Regions from separate parts of the Mus musculus genome. Here region 2 is linked to region 1. A link is a contact called in public ChIA-PET data. All regions are on one chromosome and are shown on one strand. Each heading gives the region's core, a stretch centred on a gene start, on an enhancer-like site or on the middle of the called end of the contact. The rest is flanking DNA. Distances are from core to core; before and after follow the strand shown.

Region 1 (3,383 bases), core at 558-3,057:
TGCCTGTAAGATTATGGAGCTTTACAAATGTTATTTGTGCTGCCTCTAAGCCACTCCTTGTTGAGTGTAAAGAAAACTAAGTGTCTGAGGAAGTGTATTTAGTTTTGACCAGTATGAATTATCCCTGGTGAGATCATATGGCTTTTGAGAAATCTTAGTGTATTCCTTATTTTTAGGATGAAGAAGTGAACTAAAATCCCCTAGGAGCATACTTTGACCCAGGATGCAGGCAGAATACATGGATTCATTATTAGAAATGTGAATGTTTTAGAATATAGAATACATAATAAAACCAACCCAGGGCTGTCTAATATTTTATGCCACATTTTATTATAGAGTGGGCAGATTTGCAATTACAAAGAAAATGCTTTCATAAATGAAAGGAAATTGAAATACGGCAAACCCTAATCTCTAAATTCATTCGAACAGGGCTCTTTTGGTTTTCTTAATTCTCATTGCCAAGTATTTTAGAAACAATTCAACAGAAGAGGATAAGGGAACTTTACAAAACTAGGCTTGCTGTTGACATGCAATTTATCTACTGCCTCTTCTCACAAGAATATTAAAGATTAAATATATCATCTTAGAATTATAATGTCACAGTGTGAGTCCAATGATGATTTACAAATCTATAGTTTATAGCTTTAGATGTTATCTCTTGTAAAGCAATGCCCTAGTGGTTGCTTGTGAAGAAACATAAGACATAATTTTGCTGAGGTCTTGTTTGACTTGGCATGAATATACTTATCTTACTAACCTTGGCCTTTCTTAACCCCAGCCACTGTTATTTACCAACTAGGTCCTCCAAGCTGTGGATTTTAGTTCTGGAAGGCTAACATCAGGGCAGTTCTGCTGAACAATAGTGCCTATTTACTGATCACTCTCTCTGTGTATGGTTCTCTGCCAAGTTATGTGAGAGACAGACATAAGTAATCATGAAACTCTCCAGAGATGTATTATCTAATGGGGCAGTTAGTAGCTGTCAATCTAGAGTTGAGTACCCTTGGTGTAGAATGACTGACTTTAAATGCATTGTTTTCCTTCACAGACAGGCATCAGGACATGCTGCCCTTGTTAGGAATGTACTGGTTCATCCAACATCTTCTTCTCCTGTGTGTCTGGTTTTTATCCCTGACACATATGACTCAAATAGTCTGTTCAGTGCTGTCATTTAGAAGGTGATAGAATGGGTTTGAACTCAGGTCTCACTTTAGATTCTGCATTCTTCATACGAAGACTATTATTTGCTAGTAGTTCTCACAGGTAATAATCAACATTTATAAAAATGTGACTAGGAGAATGTAAACTTCCATAATTTATATATGAAAGCTATGTAAAACAAGAAATTACTAAAACTTACTAGAGAGTTCAGCAAGTTTACTAGAGAGTAAGTTTATGATATTTTTCAACAGTAAATTATCACTAGCTAGCATAATACATTAGTACAGATCATACAACATCTCCCAGCAGAGACACAACAATTCTCCATGACAAATTGTGGTTTGAAGACTGAATAGATAACACAGAACAACAACAACAACAACAAAAAAACCTGTCAGTACATTCTTAGTAATGAGGGAAAAAAAAAAAAAGCTAATGTCAAGCTCCAAAGGGAGTAAAGATAAATGAGACCCTTCAAAATTGGAGAACTGTATGCTTAAAAAGGTATAGTAAATATTGAATTTAATACAGAAATGTGAAGAAATATTCTTGGAAGCTAATGAGGATAGAACATTGTTTCAACCTTAAAGGAAGTGCTGAAGACAACGATAAGAGCATGTTTAGACAGGATACTTATGGTCTGCCAGATAGTGCAAAAAGGAGAGTGCTGTTAGCAAAAGTGTCAAGGAGGAAGTTAGATAACTGAGCTATTGTGGGTTAGAATAAGGAGAATTACTCTGGAACACTGGTTGGTTCTGACCCTTAAGCTCTCTATTTGCAAACAGTAGATTGAATTCATAGCAGTGTGATAGCATTTTGAATCATAGTATTGATGCTGTAGGATGGCTAATTATAAGCTGTAAAACAGCAATTCAAAAATCTACTAATAAGTACACCTTTATATATAGTCAATTCATGTAGAGTTGCAAGACTAACCATCACAATCCTACTTAATTGGAACAAGTTGCCTTCATCTCGGAACTAAAGTTTGTGTGGGCAGCTAGCATAATGCTCACATATTCTTGGTAGCTAAGTAAACTCTAGTAGATAACTAATGTGTGTTGGGGAGAGGGTGTTGCATGTAGCTTTCCCTACCTTGCCTAAGGTCTGGGAATGGACTGTGTTACCAGACCCCACCCAGTTTTCCTTGAATCCATGGATAAAATACATATACGCTGCTCATTTTCAACTTGCCTTTTGGCACAATTGCTGGGTACTATTATCTTCCACCTGGAAAAGTGTGCCCTTATTAATAGTCTTATCTCTGCACCTCCCACCTGCCCTAAACTTTAGTGGCTCAGATACATCTAGTCCCTAGTAAACATCCCTGACCACCCACCTGTGTGAGTGGCCATTCCTCCTGAGACCTCACATGGCTGTTTAGCTTTTCTCTCTCCAAAGCATGATGAGTTGTACCTGTCTCTTTTCCTCTAGGGACCTGGACGTCCTGTCTATTCCTCCTCCCCCGACCCCCAAGCCCCCAGCAATTGTCTCGAGGCTTCTTTACTGACAGATCAAGAACCAACTGGGGAACAGCAAAGGCCCCGGGGCAGGGGGGACAAAACACATTGTTGAACCCAAACTTTATCTCACTGTGTAAATCTATACAATGCACTTAATTTCTGTGTGTTTTCTTTTCTGAAAAAAAAAAAGAAGATGATTAGATGAAATTCTTGGGCTGCTACATCTGATATTCTGAAGAAAGAAAAGACTTGGCAATATATGCTGTGGTGGTCAACTATGACTTTATGTATGGTACTTCAACACTGAATTAGGGTCACCTCCAATATAATTTCTGTATTTCAAAGATAAGTTGTCTAAGGCCATGAAGCTACTTGAAGACAGAACTAAAATGTATATTCATGTTTCTTGGCTTCCCATCTCCTTCATAGTTCTGACAATGTTGATGAGGATCCAGATTTTATAAAAAATTCTTCAGCTTCAATGTGATAAAGCTACCATTATTTTAGTAACTTAATTGTGAACATGGTAGCCTTCATGAGAATATAATAGAAGATGGTGAATCCTCTATCATTGTTCAGAGAACAATCCACAGACAGAGATTCTGCCTTTTTAGAAACAAATTCTTGTAAGCAAATGTTAGGGGTATACTGGATGCTACTTGCCTAGAAGGCTATGGCCCGTGCTTACATGGGGATGATTTATGTTATGCTTTTACATGGCATATGAATTCTATAAAACTGTGTTGTACTTGTTATTGT
Region 2 (3,290 bases), core at 681-3,180, 140 kb before region 1:
TCAACAAATGAGCCTGAGGTAGGCTGCTATAATTATAAAGGTTAAGCCCAAATTTTTGAACAATTCACAGTCACTTATTTGAACCAATAAAAGCCTTGCCTCTTAGCATCAATCACAGTTATCCAGGCTTGTGTGTTGGATGAATGACAGTGTTGCCTGTTAGCATGGTTTATAATAGTTCCTATACCAGGATAACTGTTCCCAAGGTAGAAGTAATTGCAGGGTCATTGAGAGTTCACTGATATTTGTGATAACTGAAAGTCTGGTACAAATTGTTTTGGTTAATCCTCTCCAGGGATGTGCCTTCAGAAGCCAGGATATTTGGCTGAAATATTTCCATGGTTTCCTTAAAATCTTAGTGCAGAGTTCAACATGGCTGTGGCTGGCCATGAGGGTGGTCTACTTGGCTGTTAAACTGATGATCATTTTCTTCAAAGCATCAAGAGAGTCAAATAGTGGATAACTAGGAAATCAAATTGCCCCATCGGGTGTCTTTTCTTATTTATAGGGAAATGAACCAGCAGAAGAAGCACTTACAACATTAAATTTCATTTTATTTTATTATTCTTATTTTATTTGAAGCCACACAGACAATTTTATTAGAGCTTAGAAGAGGAAAAATCCCAAGAAAGGGAAGCTGCTTTATGTTTTATCATCAACCCAGAGGAGATTGGGGAACAGCTGTGTCATGTAAGCTGGCCACAGAGCCACAGGGCATGCAAGGAAGATTTGGAGACTGAATAAGAAAGGCTGAATATTTCTGGGAAAGATTAGAGTGTCAAGAAAGGCAGGCTTTGAGAAGAGAGAACAAAAATAGTTATCCTTTTCCGAATAATCTGGAAAAGCAGGAAGACTTAGAACTCTATATATGCTTGCAGCTTATAAACTTTTACCTACAATATAACTTTAAACAAACTTATTGTAACACTGCTGGATTTGGCAGAGTTTAGCAGTGCTTTAACAATAATTTTAAATTTTTCCAGTGACCAGGAAAGGTGGCTGTACCTTGGCTGTCTCAAAATAATGTGTAGAATTTAAAATGTGGTTGGAAAAGTGTCTGCAGGGAATTTCTTTTCAGTACATTGAAGATTTTTGAAGCTCAGATGTAGGGGAGTCATCAGACCATTGTGAAAAGGAAGAACATAATGCAGTTGATTCTGTTCAGGTTACAGTAATTGAACACCTTTTAGGGTCAGAAGGGATAGCTCTGATGCTAAGGTGGCTGACAAGGGTGCACCAGAGCCAGATAGTGGCAGCCTCAGATCTAAGCAGGTGACCAGGGCTACATGCATGTGAGCATGTGTGCGTGTGTGCATGTGTATGTGTGAATCTGTGCATGTGTGTGTGTGCATGTGTGCATGTGTGTGTGTACATGTGTGTGAACTAATCCAGCAGTTCTTTTGTCTTTCGACAAGCTCAGCAAAGACTACAAGAATCCATATGTATTGCTTGTGTGCTCTGCAGTACAGGGGATGATATTTTAATTTGGAATGAGTGAATTGAATAAGTGCACAGCAAACAAAAGTTAAAAAATACATATCCAGTAGATAGAAGCATCAGGCAGACACCAAAAACATCATCAACTATGTGCCTATGGCATCCATTAGATATGACTGTAATCGCTTGGATATGAGAGCAAACAAATATAACATCAATCGTGAGTTTACAACATTTAGCAGATGACTGGACAGAAGAGGCTGTTCACTGGAGTCCCCCATTGAGTTGTCTCTTCACAGATGAACTTCCTGTTTCCATGGCAGACATTTTGGCCTCACAGGATAAGCAGCTGTGACTTATGTTATCGTACTTCTTTGCTTATCTCTAGAGCATATGTTTTAACTCTTGGGCTATGTGCTGTTTTTTAACCTCTCTTTAACTGAGTTAAGAGTCCAGGTCACCCCTGGATAGGGAATCTTGAAGGACACTTTGAGAGGGAAATGCCTGGGTCTAAGATGGGGGAACCTGACCTCATGCCAGACTTCACCTCACAGTGAATTTAAAAGGGTATGACAACTCACCAATGTTTTGTGCATTATGATACGTTGCATGGTTTTTCGTAGACCCTTGCTTACTTCAGTTCTGTCATTGGTCTTGGAAGAATCTGCATTCACTCCTTTAGGTGGTATGTGTGATAGCTGCTATACAAGAATGTGTTTAAACACAAAAGCCAACTTGAGTTCAAATTCCAGGACTTTTGTTTACTAACTATAAGACTTAGGAGAAATGTCTCCAGCCCTTAGTTTGACTTATTTAAGCTTGGTCTGGTCTACAAAGTGAGTCTCAGAACAGTCAAGACTACACAATGAGACCCTTCCTCAGAAAACCAAAAACTGTTAACAAAAGGAAAGAAGAAAAAAAATATGTGTTACAATGTATATGTTTAGTAAGATGTATCTATATGCCATTCTACACACTAGAAAAATCCTGGGGTTAAAACAATAAAACTAATGGAAAAATAGTGAAGTTGGTAAAGACATATAGCAAGCAAAACAGGGCTGAACTCAACTCCACAAAATCCATGGAAAAATTCAGGCATGGTGGTGCATGCTTGTAACCCTAGCATTGCAGAATCACAGATAGGCAGGTCACCAGTGGTTGCTGACCCAACCTGACTCAGAGAGTTCTATCCAATAAGAGATCCTGTCTTAAAACATAAGATACATGGCTCCTGGATAACTACTGGGTAATTACTCCCAAGATTGAACTTTGGCCTCTGTAACTGTGTGCACACGTTAACATGCCTGAACATGCACCTACATGAACACACACACACACACATGCACACACACACCTTTTGGGAAGCTTACACATTATCTGAAATAAGGGAAATGTATGGGTAAATATAAATTCATCTGAATTGAAATAGTATTAGTTGCTACATACAAAGATGACCCAATGTCCAGGAACATAGAGTGAAATGGGAGTGCTATTGTAGGCCACAAAAATCTGTTAGGAATGCAAAAGCATGGCATAAACTCTGAAGAGATTCATATAATATCCGAAGCACACATGCCAGGGCAAGAAAAATAAAAGGACTAATATTCTAGGATAAAAATGTGCTTATAATTAATATCTAAGGTATAGTGAAAATGGCAGTAATATATAGTATAAATCAATCAAGACATACATTGATTGGCTAGTAAAATGTTTTACAGTATTTAGCCATTGATGGAAGGGCCAATATTATACCATTATGTAAAGGAGTACTACACATAGGGCTTTTATAAGCTTTGTATTATTAATGAAGTTGTCTTAGCTTTAAATTGCTTGCATGGCTCTTTGTGTACATG

Evidence for each region. ChIA-PET counts read pairs in DNA pulled down with a chosen protein or histone mark.
Region 2: an SMC1A ChIA-PET map of the G1E-ER4 cell line shows a contact between it and region 1, with 6 read pairs. The contact joins two enhancer-like sites. A contact is called at or near these places in 1 of 15 datasets of contacts at CTCF or cohesin (the G1E-ER4 cell line), 1 of 484 Hi-C or Micro-C datasets (nephron progenitors) and 1 of 9 other capture datasets (pancreatic islet).

What each region holds. Positions count from the first base shown.
Region 1 is chr8:82,386,240-82,389,622 of GRCm38.p6, reverse strand. The region is part of intron 1 of Il15 (interleukin 15); the gene reads left to right. Among named protein-coding and RNA genes, the nearest start is that of Il15, 15 kb to the left of the region's middle. Within about 2 kb of position 1,807, at least 19 of the 459 cell types and tissues checked have an H3K27ac peak or open chromatin away from gene starts, as enhancers often do. A contact at or near this core is called in the G1E-ER4 cell line, where this site is marked.
Region 2 is chr8:82,527,846-82,531,135 of GRCm38.p6, reverse strand. No RefSeq gene overlaps it. Among named protein-coding and RNA genes, the nearest start is that of Gm25138, 120 kb to the right of the region's middle. Within about 2 kb of position 1,930, at least 2 of the 459 cell types and tissues checked have an H3K27ac peak or open chromatin away from gene starts, as enhancers often do. A contact at or near this core is called in the G1E-ER4 cell line, where this site is marked.